Regions from separate parts of the Mus musculus genome. Here regions 2, 3, 4, 5, 6 and 7 are each linked to region 1. The links are chromatin contacts, called in public promoter capture Hi-C maps. All regions are on one chromosome and are shown on one strand. Each heading gives the region's core, a stretch centred on a gene start, on an enhancer-like site or on the middle of the called end of the contact. The rest is flanking DNA. Distances are from core to core; before and after follow the strand shown.

Region 1 (3,556 bases), core at 503-3,002:
AGGGAAAAAAACCCACAGTACCACACCCAGGAAGAGGCCAAGTTCCTGTTTAAATGTCCCTCAATCACCTCACAGGTTTGTCTGCCAATATTGGGGTCTAGCTCTAGGGCTATGTCCACACTCATGGTACCCTGCCAGGAGCACACCTCCTTGTCATCCCTGTCAGACAGTGGCTTCTGTTAGCCACGATCAATTACCCATCCCAAAGCAGCTTAGTCATACAGCTAGCACCTCATACTACCAGAGACCAAAACTCAGAAAGGTAAGCAGCCTGAGTGTGAAGGACACCACCCCAGGTCAGCAGACACCATGACCCCCTGACAGAAATTACTCTCTCTGGGAGTGCCCACCACTCAATGGACCAAGCCCTGCGTTCTACTAGACAGGAAAACTGTCCACCTTGTCACTGGTTCCTGGCAGGGTAGCTAGGAAAAGGCAGTGGAGAAGAGGGGGGTCAGAACAGAGTAAGGGTAAGCCTACTTGTTCAGGGATGACAGGGAGATGCCATGGATAGAGGGGGGTGTCTGACAGAATCAGCCTGCCTGAGCCTTAAAAGCAGGGAAGGAACTGGCAGTATGAACTCCTATAGGTAACACTACCGATGGCTTCTCCCAAGGAAAGAAGCCACTTCCCAGGGATCTCTCTCCCTCAACCAACTCCACTCCAGCACCCATTTTAAGCAGCCACAGGACCAGAGCAGGCAGTGACCATAGACCAAAAAGAACATTGGGGAGATTTTCCTTTGTGTTTCTTCAATGATCCATCAAACACTTTAAAGACAAGAAGTCGCCGGGCAGTGGTGACGCATGCCTTTAATCCCAGCACTTGGGAGGTAGAGGCAGGCAGATTTCTGAGTTCGAGGCCAGGCTGGTCTACACTATACAGAGAAACCCTGACTTGAAAAACAAAACAAAAGAAAGATAAGAAGTCCACATAGGTTGGGAGCTGGAAAGAGCAGGTGATGGTAGGGTGAAGACTCTGTACAGGGAAGGGCCGACATACACACACGGTACTGAGCCAGAAGGGTTTGTATACTCGAGTCCTGGACATCCTCCACGAAGGAAACTGAAACTCCAGTATCATGCAGACTCAAGACCACGTCCATGAGGCAACTGAGATGTCAGCTGCCCTCAGACCATAGACGGGTGTCTTCAGCAGTCAGTGAGGAGGCCAGGCGGCACAGCCCGGAAGTTACAGGCTCTGGTGGAACATGGATGGATACCTGCCCAGAAGAACCCCAGGGCTGAGGGAACACCCCGGAGCAAGTGACCACAACAGGCCCGCACCCTGAGTCTGCAGCCCATAATGAACATTCGCTGAAGGGTGCCCTGTACACCGAGTCCTGGACGGGAGAACAGGACACAGGTTCCGTGCACCTACCGACCTTGCCGTGTTTAGCCACGCCAAACCTACAACAGACAGAAGACTCTAGGACTCAGGGGAGCGCCGGGGCAAGCCACATATCGCTAGCCGATCGAAGGGCTCAGAGGAGCCTCATTTGCATGCAGGCGCGCCGCAACCAATGGACAGGGACCGCGGAACTATATTTGCATATGGGCGCGCCGCGGCCAATGGGCGGGAGCGACGGGGTGGTATTTGCATACAGGCGCGCCGCAACCAATAGACAGGAACCGCGGAACTATATTTACATATGGGCGCGCCGCGGCCAATGGGCGGGAGTGACGGGGTGGTATTTGCATGCAAGCGCGCCGCGGCCAATGGGCAGCTGCGCGGCGGCGCGGCGCGGCGGCGCACTCGAGCATGGCCGCGGCTGCGGCGGGAGGAGCCCCGGGTCCGGCCCCCGGCCCCTCCAGGCCCGCGCCGGCCGCCCGGAACCCGCCGGCCGTGCCGCGGAGGCGCGGGGACTCCCGGCGCCGTCAGGCCGCCCTCTTCTTTCTCAACAACATCTCCCTGGACGGACGGCCCCCGAGCCTGGGTCCCGGAGGCGAGAAGCCAGCGCCGCCGCCGCCACCGCCCACCGAGGCCCGCGAGGCGCCCGCGCCGCCGCCCGCTCCACCTGGAGGCCTCCCGGGGCTGCCAGCCAGGCCCGCGCCCCAGGGCCTGCTCAGCCCCACGACGGCGCCCGCCGGCCTTGGCCTGGACGGGCAGCGCCAAAGGTGAGTGGGCTGGACGGGGGCGGCTGCACGCTGGGGTCAGGGTGGTGGCCTAGAGGCCTAACCAGCACTCCGGCTGTGTGACCTATGGCCTTGGCAGCCCGGGGCACCGGTGGTGGTGAGCCAGGTCCCTCCTCCCAGGTTGTGGGGTAGTTGACCTATGGGTTCGGGTAAGCCACAAGCTCGGCAGACCTGGACATGGTTGGGATGAGGTGGGTCCATTCACCCCGCACACAGGTATGGTCACCTGGTACCCATCAACTTAACACTCAGAGGTCTGGGTGAACCGGAATGGTCAGCCCAGGACACAGGGTCAAGATGACCAGCCCAAGATCAAGGTGTCGGGTAATTAGGGAAGAGGGTTCTTCAGCCCATAATGCAGGAGCCAGGGTGGTCCAGGGATCCTTCATTCTGGTACTTGAGGGCCCATCACCGCAGCGTGCAAGAGTCAGAGAGGCTCGCAGTCCCGTCTGTCCTTGACTGGGACTGAGGTGATGTGGCAGCATCAGTCCAGAATACAGGAGATGAGTTTGGGATTAACTGAAGCTGGTCAGCCTCCAGAGGGAAGGGATAGTCCCACTAAAACTGTCAACTTCTGGATATGGGGTCAGCTCTTTACCTTGAAAGTCCCACTAAAGCTGTCAGCTCCTGGATATGGGGTCAGCTCTTTACCTTGAAAGTCCCCTGAATATGGATTTCGGAGTTCCCTTGGTCTAATTGACTCTAGACACATCCCTCCCCTGGCTACCCTACACAGAGACTCACAAACACTTTTTACAGGCTGTGTGCCCAACTCAGCTTGTGGGCCAGGGTCTTACCTACCTGGTCTCATCTCTACTCGGCCTTATACACCTGACCACCTCCCTGCCCTCTGTCCCACACCTGCTGGACTCAGGGTCTGCAACATGTAACTGTTCTGCCTCCCCTGCCTGGATCCTAGGATCCTTCATCCTAGCCCAGGACAGCTCTTATTCCTCACTACTCCCCCATTCCCTGGCTATGCTTACTTCCCAGATGGCCGTAGCTACCAGCACCATGTGGGTCTCAGCCTGCTCAGCTCCCTCTTGCATTCTCAGCCTTCACCTAACGAGTGACAGCGGGAGCTAAGTCTGGACACTGAGGTCCCTTCTGGGCAGGCCCCACTGCTATATATCCGAGCTCCTGCCAGGTGGCTGGCTCCCAGGTGTGGGAAGCCCTAGGCAGGTCTGTGATGGGAAAAGCTGTCTGACTTCTGACCCTGCATCACATATCTGTGGCCAAAGGACCTCAACTTTCTGTGGCTACCACCTCAGCCTACAGGTAGGGCCAGGTCATGCTTCTCCACAGGACATAGAGGGATACAGTGGGGACAAGGGGTCAGTTTGTCCCAGAGTGTTAGTTAGCTGGACCCCCTTGAAGAGCAAGCTGAAACATTTGTGGTTGAGGCTCCCTTTGGTACCCAC
Region 2 (3,556 bases), core at 730-3,229, 1.6 Mb before region 1:
TTACATCTTCTTAAATTCTTTTACACTTACACGTACGTACGTGTGTGTGTGTGTGTGTGTGTGTGTGTGTGGTGGATGGTACAGAGTCACAAAAAAAAAGTTTCCATCAGTCAGCTCTCTTCTACTCTCTGGGCTCCAAGAATCTAACAGGTTTGGCAACAAGTGCTTTTACCTGCTGAGCCATCTCACTGGCCCTAATAACAGACAGGGTTACATTATAATAATAAATTTATTATTATTAAATATAATAACGAGTAATAATAAGCAGGGTTGAGTCCCTAGCTCTGTTATGGGAAAATCCTCACCTGCAGTAGAGTCCACATTCTCCCATGCAGCTGCTCCACCAAGCACGTCGTCCACTTCTTTTAGCTTTGGATACTTTCGGTTTGTTACCTAATAGAAACAAGACATCAGATTTGAAGTAATTGTACAGTTTTACAAGTGGGCCACCAAACTACAATCTCCCTCCAGCATTCCCTCTACAAAATTTATCTTCTTCAAAGAGCAGTGTGAGTCACTGAAATGTAGGGGTCTTGTGACTGGGATGTCCCCCAAAACAGCACAGAGGTTCAATGTCAAAGGTCTCTAGAAACAGAAGGAAACACCAGACAGAGCAGGAAGAAAAATCAGCCTAGTAAAACCTCACTCTTCTCTCATACCCCTCAGACACCTAATAATCCAACAGGAGTGACAGACATTTAACTGGGTATACCAGCACTCCCCAGGTCATTTTGGCTGCTTTCCTAAGTTTATCAGGCATCCTTCTAATTTCGAAATTATGTCACAACTCATCTTACCACAAATCCAGACTCTAAACTCCTACCATACAGCTCTAATGAGCAAACATTAAGAATGAGATGTCACCAAGGCCCAGTGGTGCACACCTGCAGTCACTGAGGTAAGGAGGAACAAAACAAGAGTTGAAGGGTACACAAAACACCAAGGGCTAGAAATACAGCTTTCTGGGCTCCAACACAAGCACCACACACACAAAATAGCAACAAGGATATAAAATATTAGAAGGCAATGCATTCTGTGAAAAATATAAAAGGAATGTGGATAAACTGAAAGTGCTGGGGTTTGGTTTGTTTCCTGTGCCTGTGCGTGCGTGTGTGTGCGTGTCTATGTGCTATGCAGCCCAGGTGAGCCTTGAACCTATTCTCCTGCCGCAGCCTCTCCAAGTGCTAAAATTATAGACATGCACAAACAGCCAGAAGGGCAGGAATCTAAATAAGGTAGCCATTATTTTAAAAGAGGAGAGGGAGAGAGAAAGGAAGAGGGAAACAGAGACGCATACATGCACACATACACGGGGGTAGGGGGTAAGGCGGAGAATGAATAAGTGTGATATGTGCCTGTGTAAGAATGACTCGGGCAAAAGGAAGGACCTAACAGTACTGCGTACATGGTGAAGATTCTCTAGAATAACGACAGGGGCTGGGAGCAAAAGAGCCACAAGAAGAACCCAAGGATTTCAAATCAGAGGCGAGGCGCGGACTGGTACGCCAAGGACAGCACGAGGGGAGTGTAGGTTTAAAAGGTATGAACTAAAATTCTCACAATTTTCGGAGTATCACAAAGTGGGCAACGGAGAGCTAGAGGGGGGTGGGGGGGCTTCGACGTGGCCGGAGCGACGCCACTGGAGCAGCGACTGCTGGACTTGGGGTACCACCGCAGCGAGAGCACAAAAGCCTGCAGGAAGGTCTGAGCGCGCCGACGCTTGCTGTGCCTCCCAGAAAGCAGAGAAGGCACCCGTCTGTGGAACTTACCTTACGGGTGATATTATGGACGTAGGGGCAAGTGTTGCAGGCGAAGCGATGGCAACGCTGCCCCTCCTCCACAATGAGTCCGTTCCCGCAGCCCGGGCAGAACAACAGCATACTGCCAGCTTCCACACCTCGCTTCTGTCTGGCGCTTCCGTGGTGCAGGCGCCCAATCAAAAGCCGTCTCACTTGCTCCGTAACTGGCAACCCGGGATCCTCAAGACGTTCCCAGTAGGCACTGCGGCGGGCAGCCTCGCACACTCCATTGGTCACCGCAGATAATCCTTTCCCATCCAGCCAATAGCATGCTGCCTGCACGCCCAGCCCTGTCGTTTCTGCGCGTGTGCACACGTCTCCCTAGCTGAAACGCCAAGAGGACTGGACCGATAATGCTGGCACCACCAGAGTACCCAGGTGAGAGGTTCTGGGTGATGAGGAGACACTTGCCGCACTCCGAGCCATGGACGTGTTACAGGAGGATCATGCTGCTCCGCAATATTCTCATCCGGAACGGACAGAAAATAACCAAATGTCCCAGGAACACTGTCCCCATTGTTAATACTACGTCTCAACTGCTGTCTGACTGACGTACGATATCCTATCTGGACCTGCCATTCCTCCATCTGGCCATTTCTTCACCTAGTTTCATTCTGCCCTTTCACTTACACAGCTAGACTCAACCCTGCAGGTAACAAATACCAGCAGCTCCTTTTCACAGACGTCCAGCTGACTCTTTTATCTCATTTCCTATAGACATTTATATTTCCCAGCTCTGGCTTCTCAGATTTCTTTGAAACTCCTTGCCTCTTTAATCCTCTGCAGTCATTCTGCAACATGCACATGTATGTGTGTGTTGTTTTCTGTTTGCTTTAACTATACACAAACTAAATATCCAGGGAGAGGAACCCCAATTGTGAAAATGTCACCATAAATTGACCAGTAAATAAGTCTCTGGGGGCATTTTCTTGAGTTAAAATTGGTAGGAGAGGGTCTAGCCCATTGGGGGCGGTGTCACCACCAAGCCAGTGGTCCTGGGTGATATAAGAAAGCAGAATGATGGGGCTGAAGAGATAGTTCAGCTGTTGCTTGTTCTTATAGTGAACACTGGTTTAATTCCCAGCACCAATATGGTAGCTCACAAACGTCCATAACCTCCAGTTCCTGAGAATCCAATGCCCTCTTCTGACCTCCGTAGGCACCAAGCACGTCTTTGGTGCACGAACAAGCATTCAAAAAAAAAAAAAAACAAACAAACAAAAACCCTCATACACTTAAGTAAGTCTAAGAACAAAATGGAGAGAGAGAAAAAAGCAATCTGAGAATCTGAGTAAATCATGAGGAGCAAACCAGTAAGCAGCATCCCACCATGGTAATGGCTTCTGTTTCTGCAGCAAGTTCCTGCATTGACTCCCCTAAACAATGGACTCTTGACATGTAAGCCAAATATTTATGGCTAGTTTTGTGTCAACCTGACACAGCTGGAGTTATCACAGAAAAAGGAGCTTCAGTTGGGGAAATGCCTCCATGAGATCCAACTGTAAGGCATTTTCTCAATTAGTGATCAAGGGGGAAAGGCCCCTTGTGGGTGGGACCATCTCTGGGCTGGTAGTCTTGGTTCTATAAGAGAGCAGGCTGAGCAAGCCAGGGGAAGCAAGCCAGTAAAGAGCATCCCTCCATGGCTTCTGCATCAGCTCCTGCTTCCTGACCTGCTTGAGTTCCAGTCCTGACTTCCTTGGTGATGAACGGCAGTGTGGAAATGTAAGGCAAATAAACCCTTTCCTCCCCAATTTGCT
Region 3 (3,556 bases), core at 451-2,950, 1.4 Mb before region 1:
AAAATTAAATATACAAAGGGAAGTTTTTCTTAAAGCCAGCACCTACAAATCCCATAGTCTCACTTTTTATCTCTTTTCCAGACTGGTCACCACCCTCCTCCTAGGTACTGTAACAGAAAACCCTGATTTTCTTCCTCTGCCTAAGCTCTGTTCTTTGAACCTCAAGGGTAGGCAGGCTCCTCTGGTTCCTACCTTAAACCTCACTCTGCTTAAGGCTGCTCTTCTCTTTACCACTTCCAGGTTATATTCAAACACCTCCTTCCTACAACTGAGACAGCCTTTTCTTCTAACACCCAACACTATTGTGTTTGCTGTCCTCCAAGTTTCCACTATGAGCTCATTTGTCTTTATATGCCACAAAGAGGCAGAGAAAACCAACCCATCCAGCCGTGGTAGGGGCTGGGGCTGACCCTTCAATCTGTGTGACTTATCTGCTCAGGCTGCAGCCTTGTTTCATGGCCCTAAGTTAGTAAGCTGTACACCAATCAGCCCTGAGGTGGCTGACTTTGCTAAGAAGACCTGATCCTTGGAGCCAGGGGCATGCATCCACAATAGCCCTGCACTCCCATAATGAAAACCCAGATAAACCATCAGCTGTTCCAAGGAGCCTCTCTCAAGGACTACTGGAACCTCTGCAGGTTCCCTTCTCAACTGTACAGTCCTATCTGTGGCCTTCCATCCTTACTGGGTCTCCCTTTGGATTCCCATCCTATCTCTGCCACCCTTAGTTCCAAGTTTGTCATTTGTGCTTTCTCTTACCGGAAAGAAGCTCCAGCAGGGCCTCTGTAGCCCAGATGATTGCAAAGTGGGTTCTGTTTCCAGTGTAAAGGCTTATGTGGGCACTTAACCTACTTCCTGTTTTAGACCCCAGCCCTCCAACCCCTAGAGCAATCCTGCTCATCCCCAAAAGCTGTCCTGCAGCCTTCTACTTCAAGCACAGTCCTGGGGAGGCTGTACAGACTCATGACTCAGCCACTATCTGGGCTGCCCTCAGAGCGGTGCTGCGGATGCTCTAGAGTCACTCAGTCTTAAAGCCACCTCCTAAGTCCCTTCCCACCCACGGAAGGCAAGATTGCAGGTGCCATCATCCCCTAAGGATGCTCCTCAAAGGCTACGCAGGTGACCATGGTCGGAAGGCAGGCTGGACTGCCAAGCCCACACTGGCCAGGGGTCTCAACGCCACAGGCTCAACTGTCTGCCCAAACCGACTTGCTGTTGCCTGAGGCCTGACTAAGCAGGGGAAAAATTTATTAAGAGAAACCTGGTGCTGAAGGGTGGGGGGCAGACAGGGGAGACAACGGCTGGGCCAGGGACGCCCGCGGCCACCGCTGGGCGACGAACAGAGGGTAGCTTTCGGTCAACGCGGCGTCCATTGCGAAGCGGCAGTCCCAGGACAGGGTGGAGGGCGGGCCTGGGCAAGGGGTCTCGACTGACTGGGCTAGGTATCACTCTGCCCGAGGGTAGGCTCAGACGGTCTCCGCGGAGCGGGGCCCCAGGGTCCTGGCGGCCCGCGCCCCTCACCGCGTTCTTCCTGGTCACCATTTTGTCCAGCCTCCGGGCGATACGAGCAATCTCTTCCTCCTTGCCCATCACTACCTCGGTGGCGGCGGGTTGTGCCGGTTGCGCCGCCCGGCCTGACCTCGGCCGCCGCCGCCGCCTAGATCCGCGGTCCAAACCTCCGCCTGGCGGCCGCGTGCGACAGAATTAAAAAAAAAAAAAAAAAAAAAGAGTCCCCGCCCCCGGGACCACAACTCCCAGACGACTGCGCGGCCTGCGGCCTGCGGCCTGATTGCCCGCTGGAAAAGGTAGTTCCGCAGGTATCTCCGCCGGACCACGGCCCCACGTGCCCACCGAATGCCAGGGGGAGGGAGGACCTAGAGGAGGGAGAAGGACAACCCTACTGCGCTCAGGTCTTTAATTCAACCCATCTGAGCAGCTTGCCCTGGCGGCCGGTCGCGCCTTCACTAGTGCACTTAGATCGCCTCCACTTCCGAGAGTCACTCAGCTCACTCCACACACTTCACTTGGTACCAAGCCGAGTTTGGGGGCTTTCTTGGCGCTGCGCAGGTGGCCGGGACTCTGAAACGGTTTCTCCGCAAGAATTCAGGCTTTAGCCAAGCAATGTAGGCTCATGCCTTTTTAATCCCTGCACTCGAGAGATAGAGAGTCAAGCAGATCCCTGTGAGTTCAAGGTCAGCCTGGTCTACAGAGCTAGTTCCAATACATTCAGGGTTACACAGAGAAACCCTGTCTCGGGGGTGGGGGGTGGGAGTGGGGAGAACTATTCAGGTTCTGAAGTCAACCTAACGGTATAAACCCCAAGTTCTGCACATTGTTGTACGTCTCAGTCTCCCAACCTGTGAAGTGACAATGACAGAGGCTGCGATCAGGAGCCTCCGATTCATATTTTACACTGAGAACAGGGCAGGGTACTGAGGCAATCCGCTACTGAGGCATTACCTCAGGAAGACCCTAACCACGTCCAGGAAAGGGAGAATGGTGCTCTGCTCTTCTTCTGTCCTATACATGGTGGCAGGTGTGCTGGTACTAAAAGTCAATCTGAATTTTTTTGTACCCAGGAGGCCAGAGTGCAAATGACATACACAAATGACCTAAGCTGACCGTTTTAATCAGTTATGACATCTTTACCATAAGAAAAAGGCATGGAACTTCTTGAAGGCAACAAAGCTTTTCCAGAGGTGCAGTGATGGCTGAACCCAGCTCTCTAGTTTCATACCACCTCTCATTCTGCCCTTTACTGAGAGCTGGGCCCTTGCTCTAAGCTAAACCCAACAACAACAACAAAAATTCTGGGAAAGGGAACCCTGTGTTTGAGTACTGAATTAATGCTTTCAGGACCCTACCACAAGACAGGCAGTAAGAGAACCACAGGACCTTCAGCCATGCTGTGTTTGGCTGATGACTTGACCCCATCAAGGGACTGCCTACTGAGTAGTCCCAGCTCTGACTGGTCCCAATGATGAGCAACAGCAGCCTGTAGGTGGCAGGAGCCACCCACAGATCTGCTCAAGAACAGGCTCTTTCCTGAGGAAAATCCAGTAGATCACCAGCAGGGGAGCTATGTCACAAGAAGCCAGATCAAAGGTGTGTTCAATCCTGAGGGGTCCTTACTTGTGGGGTTGGTACTCACCAGCCAGATATTTCCACATTGCAACCTTAGAAAATTCCAACTTTAGAAAGCGCAGTTGATAGTATTTTGTTTAGCATGTAGGAAGCCCTGGGTTCAATCCACCGTACTGCATACAAACCAGGCATCACAGGTACGTGCCTGTTCACTCAGCACTTGGGTGATAGAGACAGGAAGGCCAGAAGTTGAAGGTTATCCTCAGATATGTATATGAGAGACATGTTTCAGAAACAAAAAGTCCTGATCCCAGATCCTACAAGAGCTCCAAATCGAACCTTCTGGCCCTTGATCAGAAAAGTCACCTCCCACCCCAGATTCTCCCCCACCTCACCCCACCCCCATACACCTTGCTGACTTTCAGAGCTTTATCTTCAGTGGAACCTCCCCACCAAACATCTAGACCATAGA
Region 4 (3,556 bases), core at 600-3,099, 1.3 Mb before region 1:
CTGAGCTAGCAGGCTTTCACCCCAACATCTGACTCCTGATTCTTCATTGGTAAAATGAAGCATCTGAGATATTGTTTTTAAAAAACTAACAACAGGTAACTCTAGCCTAATGTTAAAGTCCCTGTGACTTCCAGCTCTTCTTCTTGCAATTCCCACTCTTCTGGATTCTTTTTTTTTTTAATCTAGCCCCACTGGGCTTGACCTTGTTCTTTTTGCATTTATTTTTATGTGTATGTGTGTGAAGCTGTGTATTTAACAACACCACATGCATGCAGGTGGCTGTGGAGGGTATCAGGTCCCCTGAAACTGGAGTTATAAGCAAGCTGTGAGTCTCCTGACAGGGGTCATAGGAATCAAACTCAAGTCCTTTACAAAAGCAGTAAGTGCTCTTAACTGCTAAGGAATCTCTCTAATCCCTTTTATATTCTTTAAAGAGGTTGGGCAAGACATTGGAATCAAACCCAGGGCTTTGTCAGTACTGCTCAGCTACATCTTCAGCTGCCCTTTTAAACTATTTATTTATTTAGTGTGTGCGTGTGACCTGACATATCTGTAGAAGTCAGAAGACAATTTCAGAGAATCAGTTCTCTCCTCCTACCTCGTGAATTCTGGGAACTCAAACTCAGGGTTGACAGAGCCTTTACCCTCTGAGCCACTTCACCAGCCACCTACTTGCCTTTTTATGTGCCTATACCAAATTCCACGTTTTTCCTTTACTCCCCCAAAATCTGACACTTCGTAAACCCAACTAAAATGCCACACTGCTGAATATCTCTTGACTTCTGTCCTACTTTTTGTGCTTATTTATACCAATACCGAACTTGTCTTGTGAACTGCAAGTCTTCTGAAAACGGCTGTGAATGCCTCCCTTCTCCTACCATTACCAAGGAAGACTTATGTTTCCCTAATCAAATGCATAAAAAGTAGGAAAAATACTATTCATCTACCCAACACCTTATGACTAGTGGCACTGCCATCTCTGTCCAGACGGCTGAGAATTTGAACAGGTGACCTACAGCCACACATCCTAGAGAAAAATGTTTAAGGGAAGAAAGGTATAGCACACTCTTACTGTATACATCAAAGACTCAACTGCTTCTTACAGCCAACTCGCTTACGGATATTACTTCAGACACCAAGACACTGAGATTCAGACCCCTCAGTCATATCTTAGAGTGGTAGTCAGGCCTCATGAACCTACATATTTCGACACATACATACATACATGCATACCCACTTTGTCGGAAAGGCATTATGCCAAATTACCTAGTTGTGGCGGTGAAAGTTAACCTTGTTTTTGAGACAAGGTTTCGTTAAGTAATTCTAGCTGTCCTGAAACTCGCTGTGTAGCCCTGGCTGTTTTGTAATTCGCTATGTAGACGAGGCTGGTCTCTTAACTTAAAAACGAAGGCCTCTGCCCCTGCCCCATCCCATCCCACCCACCCCCCACAACAATGCTGGGGTTAGAGACGTGCGCCACTAGCTCCAGCCCCTGGTTTTTTGTTTTATTTTGAGACGCGGTCTCTCTAGCTCTAGTGGCTGCTAGTCCAGAATCGTTCTCAAATAGGCCAAGAGCGAGCTGTGTTCCAGGGCACCAGGCACCCTACCCGGGGCAAACTCCCCCCCACTGCCTTACCCCCTGCCCAGCCCGGGTACGTAGCCCAGCGGCGCAGGCATGCCCAGGAACGGCTTCTTCTTCTTGTTCATGGCGGTGTTATTGACCGAAACACAGAAAAGCAGGGGAGCAAGTATACGACAGAAGACTCAGAGTCCTCCGGGTGTCGCAGCAGTAAGAGATGCAGGCACTACGTCACCCGCGCACCGGAAGTAGAGAGCTGGGTCACGGAAAGCCCCGCCCACCTAGAGCTTCGGGCGGAAGTCAAAGATGTGGGTTTGCAAAGTGTTTCCGGCCAGCGCTGTGTGCAGTGTTTGTTGCGGGAAGACGCGCGTGCGCGTGACGGTATTCGGTATCGCGCCACAAGGACGTGGGTTCGATTTTCATGCCAGCCTTGACGCGGAGCCGGAACGCATTAGTCCTGTTCAGGAGCGTTCCGGTGCAAGCAAGGCTGCGAAGCCACTTAGTTCAACCACCATAACCACTTCAGACTAGCCTTACTGTACTGAACCGTATGCGGCCACCGACGGTCCAGACTACGCCATCAGATCCGGGACCACTCCAACCCCCGCGCGCCTTCTGAGGACAGATGTATAGTGCACTCAACAGTGTGTGGGCCAGCGTCACAAGCTTGGGAGTGATTGTGTGCCCAGTGGCTTGAGTGGACTCACACCACTCTACTTTGCACAGATATTTTCTGTGTGCAGCTCCTCCCGAAACACAATGCCAGTCCCACCTGTTGTGTAATAATAGCTTCAGGCCGTGAATTAGGCTGTACAGGGCATTAACCCCACGCTATAAAAAGTTGCTTAGCCTCGGCGATGTCTACCTGCAGAAGCAGTATGCCACCCCTGGGAAACAACCCTGCTCCGAGTTAAACCTCAAAAATAGCTGTAAACTCCTGGTAGCTACTCTGTGTGTATGTCCCAGCCCTTTTAGGTTAGGGGCCCTCAGTGTTTAAATAAAGCAGTCTCAGCCCGTTGAGACAGTCTGCCTCTCAGCCTCACTTGTCTTACACCTCCTACACATGGGGAGAGCACCAGACTCTAGGGCCGACAGGAAAAACTGCAAGTTGTGCAGCCTGGACTCTGCTGGATCAGACAACCAGGCCTCTACAGCCAATGCTTTTCAGTGAGGTACTAAAGCAGTCCTGGCTCCCTAGACAGGTTTTTAGGGAGGAGCAGGATTGAGTCTGTGAACACTGACCCACAGGGAACTGTGCCTGACAGAGGGGCTTCACAGAGATAGGAGTATTGCCTGAAGTTCAAAGCAAAGTGGTCCGTAAATGAGGGTCAGCAAATACTCCAGTAAAGAATGAGCTAGTAGCTGACTCAGACAGATACAGACACCAACAGCCAAGCAGTGGATTGAGCTTGAGGATTCTTATGGAAGAACAGGGGAAAGGATTGTGGGTCCTGAAGGGGATAGGAACTCCACAGGAAGACCAACAGAGTCAACTAACCTGGACCCTTGGAGCTCTCAGAGTCTGAACCGCCAACCAAGGAACATACACCGGCTGAACCTAGGTTTCCCCACTCATGCATGGCAGATATGTGGCTTGATGTGGGTCCTAAATAACTGAATCAAGGGCTATCTCTACGTGGAATATGTTCTGCTAGCTGGGCTGCCTTGTCTGGCCTCAGTGGGAGAAGCACCTAGCCTCACAGAGACTTGAAGAGTGTGTGTGTGTGTGTGTGTGTGTGTGTCCCAGGGGGGGCCCACCTGCCCAGAGGAGAAGGGGAGGGGGAAAGATTGAGGGAGGGGGTAATCAGGAGGGGGCAGTGAGCAGGATGTAAAGTGAATAACTAAAAAAAAATTAAATAATCTCAAATATATATATATATATATATATATATATATATATATATGGAACGAGTTAGTGGAAATAGAAATATAGCTCGGTGGTTAAGAGAATTTCTCATTCTTGCAGAGGACATGGGT
Region 5 (3,556 bases), core at 542-3,041, 1.2 Mb before region 1:
CCAAAAGTTGTAAAGTGATTTTACAGGAAAGTATAAGCCCTTTCTCTTAACTGACTGCCCCCCTCCCACCCCCAAAGGGCAGGGGAAAGTTGGTGGCTCTGTCCTTGAGGATACAGAAGCCTGGTGATTCTTAAGCGCTCACTACTCACTAATTGGCTTCCTGGTGAAAGGGTAATAGCCTAGCTGCTACTAAACTCATTTCCATTCATTCCGTAAGTATTTACTGGGCACATACTATCTGACTATCCTAAACAAAACAAAACCTTAACTAAAAAACAATGTTAAATATGTTAACACAGTAAACGAAGAGTCAAGTGCTGTATACAATTAAGCAAGGAGGGGAAAAGTAAAGCAGAGAGTCTAACATTCGACAGTAGACTAGTTACAGCAGTACACAGTGGAATAACAGAGGAGTAGAAACGAAGGATATCTCACATAACAGGAACATGAGAGTGGTCATGAAAAAAATGTCAAGGGTTGAGCACTTAAATTGGTTAAGAGACTAGCAAGGAGGCTGCTGGGGCAAAGAGATTGTGCGGCACGGTGCTTAAAGAATCCAAGGGCAGGTACCCTGTTCCCAAACCCGAACGAATTTAGAGGCTCCACTGGCTCCACACTTGCGGTCCACACACACAGGGCCAGCCTAAGTATGAAAATACTGATACAGGTAACAGATTCGTAACACATATTAAGTTAGAAACTGCGGAAAGTCCTGGCTTTTAATGTCACCTAACAGATCACGCTTTCCTTAAAGAAAGCAAATAAATGAACAAAATTATCCTACGATTAGAGTTTTGTCTTTAGGCAACCACGACAATATATGGGACAATATAATTCTTTGTGTTATTAAGTAGCGTTTTGATGTTTAAACAGACAAACCACTAGCAATTGAGACACACTGCCTATAAAGGATGAATGATCAGCTGAGCGTCCAACAAACGGCGACCCAATTTCCCCAAAGTCCAATCTGAAAACAAATTAAAGCTACCTTTTGCATTATTTTTCCGAAGATGCACTTAATGAATTCGGAGAAATCATCTCCTAGACACAAGGAAAAACAAGTCTTTAATCCAGCCATATAACACAAGTTGGAGCCTAAACGAATGAGTCCCTAATTCTCTCCCCAAAGAGCACGACACAAAATCGCCTCTTAAAATGTCGTCCCTAGGTATATAAACTAGGGGTTTTTTTATACATCAAATGCCTTTGAAATTTACAACTATAAGGCAATTTCTGCGTCCCAGAATGTGAACAAGCCTCGGAGCCTTTACTGCCCGCCTCCCTACACACCAGTTTCTGCGTTCCGGGAGCCGCGGAGGCGGCCGCGCGTGCGAACCGGAGTTGGCCCGGAAAGCCTCGTCTCCGCGCCGCCCCGCCGTGCGCAAGGTCGAGCAGGGCCTAGTGGTGCCCAGGGCCGGGCTCGCCGCCGCTGCTGAGGGTCGCCGCCATTTCCGCTGCGGGCAGCTTTCACCTCCTGCTGCGGCGCCCTCGCCCCACTTCCCCTCCCCTTTGCCCGGCTCCGGCAGCTTGAACCCCGCGGCCCCACCTAATTTGAGAGCCACTGGAGAGTGAGCTCACCTGTCGGCACGCCCGCCGGTCCACCGGTTCCGCGGCTCCGCTTTCCGTCCCGGGGCAGTGGTGGGCAGCCGGCCGGCCTACTGCTCGGCCTGAGGATCCCGGGCGGCGACAGCCGTAGCAGCGGCAGAGGACGGCGGAAGCAACACTGGCGGCAGCAAGAACGCGCACGCTCACTCACTGGCACGCGCGCCCCCGGAAAAAGACGTGTGTTCTGGCAGGTCAGAGCTGGCTGCGCAAGCGCCTAGAACCCAACACTGAGGCCCCGCCCATAGTCGGAGCCAATGTGGCAGCGCCGCACGAAAGCTCCGGAGCTCCGGTAGAACTCGGTCCCCGAAAGGTTGCGCCCCAGTTGACGATCACCGGGAAGGGTTAAGGTGGTGGGCGGAGCCTGCAGCTACTAAGCCGGAAGCTACAGCCCGGGAGCAGAGGCAAGGCCTAGGCTTGCGGGTTCGCCTCTGGAAGGCAGGCAAGTGGCACTCCGCGAGTAAAACTGCTCTTCTTCCAGTTGTTTGCTCAGTGCTTCATATAAGCCTCAAAAAATTTATTACTACTTACCAAAAAACTAGAGAGGGAGACCTTCATTTTCGTCTCAAGGTACTGCCTTGGGACTGACATTTTCGTTCATCCCTGGAGACCACCCAGAAAAGACTTTCCTGCCTTTCTTCCCAGTCACTGAAAAATCAACCGCCATTATTTAGCGATCCTTTAGGAATCGTCTGCAATGATATGCGTGGACGGTTAAGGACTTTTCTTCCCACTCTGTCTCATACAATCCTTGTTCACTCTGTTCACTTACTAAGTAATAAACCTAGTGACCCTTGCCTACTTACGCTGTAACAAACAATTTCAAGTGCTGTGCTTTTTTATTCCAGAGCTACCAATCTTCCTGGCCAGTGTTCCTACAGCTTTACTTTCATTCTTGCCTGCCCACCATTTTTTCTTATAATCTTTTTGGATTATAATTACATCATTTTTCCCCTGCCTCTCTCCAAACCTCTCATATTCACACACACACACACACACACACACTCACCCTTTCAAATTCATAGCCTCTTCTTTGTTGTGATATAGCTCCTAAATATATAAATACAGCCTATTCAGTCTGTATGTTAAGTAGGTATATGTTTTCAAGGCTGATCATTTGCTATGGGAAAACCAATTTCTATGTTCTTCCCTAAAACTGATTATTTCTCCAGCTCTCAGAATTCCTTAGTTAGCTAGGATTGAGGCCCTGTGCGCTTTCTCCCTTACACCATGCTTAGCTGATGTTGTCCTTGCTCAGGTCAGTTAGGCAGCCATGTTGGTTATGTTACTTCACGGATGTAGCTTCTCTGACATTTTAAGGAGATAAATCTTAGAGCGAACTGTCTGGTCCTCTGGTTGTTGCAGCTTTTCCTCCCCTTCTTCCACAATGATCTCTGAGCCTTAAGTTCAGGACTTGTGGTGGAGTTCTATCTGTGGGGACTGGGCTCCACCAATCTGCATTCTGATCAGTTTCAATTTCTGTAATGATCTCTATCTGGAGAAGATGTTTTCCTTGATGAAGAGTGAGAACTACACTTAACCTATAGGTGTAGGGATGAGTATTTAGGATGTAATTAGGGACTATGCTGGTTTAGCAACGTGATCCATGACTTCACTAGCCCCAGATAGTCGCCTAGGTTTCCAGGATCAGGCGTGATTTCTCTCTTATTGAGCAGGCATAAAGTCCAATTAAACAGCTGTTGGTTAACCAACAAGATATATGTGCCACTATTGCTGTCTGTCTTCAAGTCAGCTTTCAAAAACAAAGCAGATAATACTTAAGGCCTCCCATAACGCATTAAATAAATTCCAATCTTTTCTAACAGTGTCTTCTCCCTTCATCTTATACCTTTTTGCACGCTGGCTGAATTTGAATTGGCACATGTTCTAGGCCCAGATTGTCAGCAGATAGCTCAAGAAACTTAGTAAGTTGTGCAACATCAAGCAAGTAGCC
Region 6 (3,556 bases), core at 298-2,797, 1.1 Mb before region 1:
AAATCAGTTTTAGTAATTATTATTTCAGCTACATTCTGAAGTATTTGAGGGTGAGAGAAAAAGATGTAACTTGTGAAAGGTGCTTTCAAGTAGCACGGGGGGTGGGGGGGAAGGTAGGGCAAGTCAGCAAGAGATTATGTGTTTGAAATTTTCTGTAAGACTATGCAAACTACAGGAGCTGGGATGGGGCTAAGGTGTACAGTAGTTGGTTGCCTGGTGTGCTGGAGGCCCTAATTCCATCCTCAGCATAGTCAATAAATTTTTAAAAAGAGAAAAAAAGAAAAAAGGTTCCGAGCTGGAGATGTAGCCCAGTAGAAGTGGTGGCCTCCACCTGTAATCCTAGCATTTGGAAACTGAAGGCGTTCAGGATGTAGTAGAGTTGCTGACGGATCAAGAATTCAAGGACATCGAGAGTTACTACACTGCTATCTCAAAGGGGAAAAAAAAAGTTTTACACCTTGGAGAAGAATATTGATGAAGGATTGCCCTATCTTTTCAACATAAGCTCTTTCAAACTTCTTGATGTATGCAAGAAAAATCTAAGTAAACACACGGAGAACACTTCTGTAAAAGCCTGTCAGTCACCTAAGGTTTGGACTCTATTACCAACTCTGCTGGGTGCCAAACTAGTTGTGGCGACAGGCCACAGCGGTGGTCCCGACTGCGTGCCCTTCATTGCTAGCAGCAGAGGGTTTTACCTGCAGTTCTCCTTGAACCGGCACTTTCCCTCCAGGAAGAACGGACAGGGCTTCAGGGACTTGTGGGTAGGGTATAGGTAGAGGACTCGGACGCACGCAGAACCATCCTCCGCCTCTTCGGCGCCCACTACCATAGCGTTGTGATACTCCAGCGTGCCCCAAGCGCTGTAGTAGGGGGCATTCACTTTAGCACCGCTCAGTTCCTCCAGATCTGGGTCCTCCTCCTCCTCCTCCAGTGCAGAGGAGGTGGATCCCGGCTGCACCTCGCTCCCAGGGGCCGTCTCCGAGTCATTGCAGGGGGCGCCGGGCGCTTCCACTTCCTCCGCAATGGCCTTCTGGAAAGCCAGGTACTCAGCATCCTCTTGAGCTGGGCTCTCCTGGTCCACTGTAGACAGCAGCTTGCTCTTTCTGACCGACAACAGGCTGGCCTCGGTGAGCTCAATCAGCTCCTTTAGATCGCCCTGCAGCTGACGCAGGTCCGCCTGCTCAGAAGCGTCTAGGCCAGCACCGAGCGCCAGCTCTACCTGCTGCAGCTGGGCCCGGTAGGTCTGCAGGGCAGTCTCTAGGTTGTCCTCGTCCATCCCGACCCAGCAGGCAGGATTCGGAACCTTTACCGCAGACAAAAACAGGAGGAAGAGCAGTAAGAACAACTCAGGGCAACGCCGCCCCCAAAACCGCTAGGGAGCCTGAGGAGGGCCGCGGTTCCGCCGAGGGGGACCTGCACGTCACCCGCCCCGTCCTCTGCGGCCCGCAACCCCACCTCCGGCCGGCGCTCGCAGGCTAGAAGGGCTTCCGCCCTCGCCAGCCAAGCTCACGCGCTAGCCTTCTGCCCTCCGCCGGGCACTTCCGCCGGAGAGCCGAAGCTGCCGGAAGTACCTGCGCGCGGGGGCCGCTGGGATGCGATTCCGCCCGTGCTCCGTCCTTCGCTCCTTGTTCCGTCAGGCACTGTGAGGGGTCAGCGTGAGGTCGGTGGGGTTAGGAACGCGGCGGCGGCGGCGGCGGCGGCGGCGGCTCCTCCTCCAAGATCTGAGCAGGTACGGGTGGGCCTCAGCTGGACTGAGGGGCCGGGGTTCTAAAGTCCTGGAACAGGGGGACGGAAGTGGCTTCAGCTGCTGGTTCCCAGGCTCCGTGGGCCCGGCGGCGGCGGGAAGCCGAAGCCGACCCTCCTCAGGAGCTCTGCCTCTCTGGTCGCTTCCTAGACTTAAGTCGCCGGCCGCGTTTCCTGGTTCTGAGTTGAGGGTTCGGAAAGAGGAGCCTTAGGAAGGCGGAGCAGAGCAGGCCGCCACGGGCTTTTCAGGACTCCGAATTGATGGTGCATTATGAAAGATGACATTAAGTGGGAGTGGCCCAGGTCTAGCACGTGGTCAGCGATGGCATCGGGGGAATCAGGGTCAGGGATTTTAACAGAAGAGGCGGGATGGGGGCGAAGAGTCAGGATCCGCGAGGCTACACATTTGAAAACTAGCAGGAGAGGCGGACCGCTGATGAAGCGGGCAGGGCAGGAGGCCGATGCCCCCGGTACACACATTGACATCTCTCAGGGTGCCAGAACAGGATGTACACGCTGCTTTCGGGATTGTACAAGTACATGTTCCAGAAGGATGAATACTGCATCCTGATCCTGGGCCTGGACAATGCTGGGAAGACGGTAGGTCCCTGCTCTCTCACCAGTTCCCATTCCCTGCCTGATCTAACCCCCGCCCCAAGGCTACAGGTTAGTAGTCACCAGCCTCCTGAAGATCAAGCCACAGGCAGAGGCGTGCATGGCTGCATGGGTGTGAAGGGATAGGTGGGAAGGACACCAGAAAACTACTCTAGCTGCTGCTATCTAACCCCCTCTCTTTTTTTCCTCAGACTTTCCTGGAACAGTCAAAAACACGCTTTAACAAGAACTACAAGGGGATGAGTCTATCCAAAATCACCACTACCGTGGGTCTAAACAGTAAGGGGGCACCTTAGGGATATGATCTTAGGAGGTCCCTTAGAGATGGATGCTGTAAGGTCCACAACCCAGCTGACCAGTGGTCAAAACCCTGTCTTTCTATTCTGTGTTCAAGTTCCCTAGGATTGGTACCAGAATGGTTTGTCCCATCCTGGGGAGAGCTGGAACCTTGTGTGTAAAGGTCAGGAGCTAGCTCTTTCTGTACTCTTTCCAGTTGGCACTGTGGACGTGGGAAAGGCTCGTCTCATGTTTTGGGACTTAGGTGGGCAGGAAGAGCTGCAGTCTTTGTGGGACAAGGTAAGACACATTACCTGTTTGATCCTGTTTTTCTCTAGATGGCCCCTCATAGTCTTTTCTGTGAGAGTTCCACATTTACCCCAAAGATTTTCTAATTTTTTTTTTTAAGTTTTTCTGGTTTTTCGAGACAGGGTTTCTCTGTGTAGCCCTGGCTGTCCTGGAACTCACTCTGTAGACCAGGCTGGCCTTGAACTCAGAAATCTGCCTGCCTCTGCCTCCCAAGTGCTGGGATTAAAGGCGTGTGCCACCACTGCCGGGTTTTAAGTTATTTTTATTGGGGGAGGGGTGCGTGTCACAGCATGCGTGTGGGCGACGGGGCTAATTTGTAGACTGTTTTTCTCACCTTAATGTGGGTTCCAAGGATCAAACTCGGATTATCAGGCTTGTGTAGCAACCACTTTTACCTGCTTATCATACACATGGCTCTGTCTAAAGGTTTTTTCTTGGATCCTATCCCAGGTTCCCAAGTTGCTTTCTGTCTCACTCTGGTAAAAACCAGGGCTAGAGTCACCACGAAAGTGACATCAAGGGAATTCCCCCAGGGAGTACCCAATCTTTTCTTCAATCCCAAAGAAAGAAGCATTGTTCATTAGGGTAGTCTATGCAGAGCGCTTACTGA
Region 7 (3,556 bases), core at 354-2,853, 1.0 Mb before region 1:
ACAATGCAATTTAATCCCAACTGTCAGATACATAGGCCCAGGCTCAGGTATACATTACTAGGTGCAAGGTTATATGCAATGCTAATAGGATGGCTCCATGTACACCTGGTCCTTAGGTTTGCCCCTGACTTTTGCCTTTGTAAGCTGCCTCCTCTTCCTAAAGTCTTGGAGGATTTTCAGAATTTTACTTCTAGCCTTATGAGTTAAATGTTTGTGAAACAAGCCATTTTTGTCTAGATTTCAGTGACTCCATCTCAAAAGTGGATGAGATAGCCCATTAGATATTAGGCTGTCTTGTCAGGAAAGGCAAATCATGTGCTCCCTACTTGTCCCAGTAAGCCTTAATGTCACCTTAGCACAGCCTAGAGTCACACAAGAAAGGGATTTCAACTGAGGAATTTCCTGGATCAAAATTTACCTGTGCCCATGTCTTTGGGGGGACTGTCTTGATTGTTCATTGCTGGGCAGTACACTCCTAGGCAGCTTGTTACCTAAACTTTTTTTTTTTTTTTTTTGAGACAGGGTTTCTCTGTGTAGCCCTGGCTGTCTTGGAACTCACTCTGTAGACCAGGCTGGCCTCGAACTCAGAAATCCACCTGCCTCTGCCTCCCAAGTGCTGGGCTTAAAGGTGTGCACCACCACCACCCGGCTTACCTAAACTATTTAGGAAGGCCAGAGAAACATAAGCCTGTTTGTGAGCCAGAGAGCAGCACTTCTCCGTGGTTCCTGCTACATTTCCGTAAAAGTGACTAGGTTTCTTGGTCAGAGGTAATGCTTTATGGCTTAGCAAGCAGACCTGATTTCAAGTTCCTGCCTTGACTTCCCTCAATGATGGGTTGTAACCTGTAAAATGAAATAAATTCTTCCCCTCATGTTGCATTGATGAAGCTTATTTCCCGTCGGGGTCTCACTATGTAGTCTTGGCTGGCCTAGAACTCACAGAGATCCTCTTGCTTCTGTCTCTCAAGTACTGGAATGAAAGATATGTACTACCATTCCCAGCCCTTGACCAAAACATTTTATTACTCCAGGGATGAAAATAGAACACATATGCATGTATACACTCAACCCTAGCAAATCTCTCTTCTGTCTTCTGGAGTCTGACACTATGGCTCCATCTTATACCAAAGAAGCAAAGGCCCAGAGAGGTTAGGAACTCTTTCTCCATCAGATAGAGAATGTGAGAGCTGGTGCTAGAACCTGACTCAAGGTCACATCAAATCCCAGTCATAGGCCTTACCACACCCTTATTTAACCAGAACCTGCTCACTCTCTGGACAGAGTTACCCCAGATATTCTTGTAGGACAGTGTCACCCTTTGCAAACCAGTGAATCCCTTCCTTTCAGTACTTAACAGGGGCTTAGAAGTCATCCACCCTCTAGCAGCCTCTGTCACCCACCCTGACTATGAGACAAGCCCATACTCTGGCCCTTCTCCTTCCGTGCCTATTCTGGGGAATGAGTCTTATCTCCACATTCTCTAAGATACACAAAGCCATATTACAGGAGTGTCATCCATGGCTGCGGCAGATGAAATATAGGCCTCTTACTGCATCGTTTTACTTCTCTCCCTCCATCTCCTCCCACTGTCTTGTCTTTGATAGTTGCTGCCAGCGTTTGTTCGTCCACTGTCTGTCGGATCTGTCTCTCTCTCCCTCTTCTCTCTCCTTCTCCCTCCCTCCCGCCCTTCCTCTCTCCTTTCCTCTCTTTCTTCCTCTCCCCTCCCCTTCCTTCCACCCCCACTCCTCCATCCATCCCTCGCTCCCTCCCCCTCTTGCCGCGCCCGCCCTTCCTCCCTCCCCTCCACAGCATTGCAGCATTCGCAGACTGCAGCTCCCAGACACCGCCCGCATCCCTCCGGCCTCCGAAGCCCCAGCCGCCGCCAGCACCATGGCCAGCACCGTATCTGGTAGGGCTCGGGAGCCTAGGGGATCATGGGACCGCAGTGGGTCTTACCAGAGGCCATTGTCTAAGCAGAGGCCTCGCCTGATGCAGTAGCAAGTTACTGGCTCCGTTTTCCTGTGTCGGACCTTGTGCAAGGCGAGGCTGGGCTGGCCCTGCAAGAAGGGGGGTCCAGAGTTCTTAAGGGGTGGAAGGGGACTCAAGTGCGGAGGAGATGCTACTGGACGCGGGGTAGGAGCCGCGCCCTAGACAGGGTTGAATGAAACCGGGCTCCCCGGGGCATTACCCCTTCAGGCGCTGGGGTGCGGGGCCAAGGTGCAACTGCCGCAGAGCGGCTTTGCGGATTCTATGCCTGCGAACAAGAGTGCCTGCAGTTCGGCTAGCAGGTCCCCTAAGGCTCCAGCTACCTTGGGTTTCAGTGTCATTGAGTCTTCGTAGGGGGCTGAGGGGGAGGTGGAACCCTCCATAGAAGCCTGGACCTTGGTCCCTGAGAAATGGGGGAGGGGCGCAGGGACACAGGAGGGGACCTCTCAACCGCGCGGAGAGAGACTGGAGCCTGCGACAAGCGAGGCTTCCTCGCCTCCATTCCCCACTGTGACCGTTGTACAGGGGGACCACCCTCTGCGATGCTAGGGCCACCGGCTCCAGCCAGAAGAACCTCCGCCCTTTGCGCCACTGGGTATAAGTGGAGAGGCTACTGCATTTCCAAACCTTTCCGGGGTATGGGTGGGGTCTGCTTTCATAGGAAGCCTCCCACACCTCAGACTGCATAGAGGGTCGAACCGAGGCGGAGGAAAGGACACTAGCAGTGTACTAGGTCCCTGCATGGTTGCGGCGGCTCCACTCTTGACCTGAGAGGCTAAAGCTGGACAGCCCCGCCCAGTCCCTAGTCTCAGCAGGGTTTTTTTTTTTTTTTTTTTTTCTTCTGGGTGCCTGAGACTGCAGGACGCATGACACCCACCTCCTGACCTTGGTTTCCTCTAAGAGCCTCATGGTCTTGCTGCCTTACCTTCTCTCAGCCCAGAAGGCTGATCTCGGTCAAATAGGTCAATGCATGGTTCTCCCTGGCTTTGGCCCCAGGTACAAACTCCACCCATCACACGGTCCCTCCCTGAAGCCGCCCCTTAAGGCCAGAGATTTTCAGTACCAGCCAAGGAGGGGCCCACATGTGTAAAAGACACTTTAAGCACCAGCTCCAAAACCGTGGCTCAAACCTTACCTTTGTACTATAGCCAGACCTGGCCCCCTTTCCATCAGCCCTGGGGAAGCGTCTTCCTCTTGCTTAATGTCTCTCACATACCAGTTTCTTATGAGTTATCCTGTCCTCTCCAAAATGCTCACCTTCCTGCAGCCAGATCACAGATCAGGCCTGTCCCCAGGCCCTGCCAGTGGTCACTTGTCTTATCTGTTCCCCGGGGATCTGTCGTCCCAGAAGAAAGCTCCCCATTGTCTATCAAAATAAGCGAAACCATACCAAGGAATATGTCCATGACCACCAGACACTGCCCCTGACTGCAGCTACAACATATGGTACCTCACTTGCCAGTTGAACACTTGGGTTTCCTGCTTTGACATCAGGAATCTCTGACCTACCTGGACAGCACCCTGCCCTTCTCTTCAGGTACTCACTCCTGCTGGGCTGGTACTGCTCCCT

The links. Promoter capture Hi-C pulls out the DNA fragments that hold promoters and counts their contacts. Capture Hi-C pulls out chosen DNA fragments and counts their contacts.
Region 2: a promoter capture Hi-C map of embryonic stem cells shows a contact between it and region 1, with 16 times the contacts expected there. The contact joins the promoter of Polr3k here to the promoter of Cables2 in region 1. A contact is called at or near these places in 2 of 39 promoter capture datasets (embryonic stem cells and liver) and 1 of 9 other capture datasets (liver).
Region 3: a contact with region 1 is called in a promoter capture Hi-C map of pre-B cells, with 2.2 times the contacts expected there. The contact joins the promoter of Tcea2 here to the promoter of Cables2 in region 1. A contact is called at or near these places in 1 of 39 promoter capture datasets (pre-B cells) and 1 of 9 other capture datasets (macrophages).
Region 4: a promoter capture Hi-C map of pre-B cells shows a contact between it and region 1, with 5 times the contacts expected there. The contact joins the promoter of Prpf6 here to the promoter of Cables2 in region 1. A contact is called at or near these places in 5 of 39 promoter capture datasets (the C10 cell line, liver, pre-B cells and 1 more), 2 of 115 datasets of contacts at active chromatin or transcription factors (astrocytes and pancreatic cancer cells) and 1 of 9 other capture datasets (adipose tissue).
Region 5: a contact with region 1 is called in a promoter capture Hi-C map of fetal liver, with 5 times the contacts expected there. The contact joins the promoter of Dnajc5 here to the promoter of Cables2 in region 1. A contact is called at or near these places in 3 of 39 promoter capture datasets (fetal liver, liver and pre-B cells) and 1 of 115 datasets of contacts at active chromatin or transcription factors (embryonic stem cells).
Region 6: a promoter capture Hi-C map of liver shows a contact between it and region 1, with 2.9 times the contacts expected there. The contact joins the promoter of Arfrp1 here to the promoter of Cables2 in region 1. A contact is called at or near these places in 7 of 39 promoter capture datasets (embryonic stem cells, liver, neutrophils and 2 more) and 2 of 9 other capture datasets (adipose tissue and liver).
Region 7: a promoter capture Hi-C map of liver shows a contact between it and region 1, with 4 times the contacts expected there. The contact joins the promoter of Stmn3 here to the promoter of Cables2 in region 1. A contact is called at or near these places in 6 of 39 promoter capture datasets (cranial neural crest, embryonic stem cells, hematopoietic stem and progenitor cells and 3 more).

The regions. Positions count from the first base shown.
Region 1 is chr2:180,271,661-180,275,216 of GRCm38.p6, reverse strand. Cables2 (CDK5 and Abl enzyme substrate 2) reads left to right here and starts at 1,752. Exons shown (of 10, transcript NM_145851.2): 1 at 1,752-2,117. The coding sequence starts at 1,762.
Region 2 is chr2:181,862,783-181,866,338 of GRCm38.p6, reverse strand. Polr3k (polymerase (RNA) III (DNA directed) polypeptide K) reads right to left here and starts at 1,979. Exons shown (of 3, transcript NM_025901.3): 1 at 1,770-1,979; 2 at 306-393. The coding sequence starts at 1,880.
Region 3 is chr2:181,678,441-181,681,996 of GRCm38.p6, reverse strand. Tcea2 (transcription elongation factor A (SII), 2) reads right to left here and starts at 1,700. Exons shown (of 10, transcript NM_009326.3): 1 at 1,522-1,700. The coding sequence starts at 1,590.
Region 4 is chr2:181,599,612-181,603,167 of GRCm38.p6, reverse strand. It overlaps Prpf6 (pre-mRNA splicing factor 6), which reads right to left and starts at 1,849. Exons shown (of 21, transcript NM_133701.2): 1 at 1,637-1,849. The coding sequence starts at 1,707.
Region 5 is chr2:181,518,720-181,522,275 of GRCm38.p6, reverse strand. It overlaps Dnajc5 (DnaJ heat shock protein family (Hsp40) member C5), which reads right to left and starts at 1,791. Exons shown (of 5, transcript NM_016775.3): 1 at 1,579-1,791.
Region 6 is chr2:181,363,395-181,366,950 of GRCm38.p6, reverse strand. It overlaps Arfrp1 (ADP-ribosylation factor related protein 1), which reads left to right and starts at 1,547. Exons shown (of 8, transcript NM_029702.4): 1 at 1,547-1,732; 2 at 2,240-2,346; 3 at 2,553-2,640; 4 at 2,855-2,937. The coding sequence starts at 2,254. It overlaps Zgpat (zinc finger, CCCH-type with G patch domain), which reads right to left and starts at 1,528. Exons shown (of 6, transcript NM_001048148.1): 1 at 699-1,528. The coding sequence starts at 1,279.
Region 7 is chr2:181,312,547-181,316,102 of GRCm38.p6, reverse strand. It overlaps Stmn3 (stathmin-like 3), which reads left to right and starts at 1,603. Exons shown (of 5, transcript NM_009133.3): 1 at 1,603-1,909. The coding sequence starts at 1,891.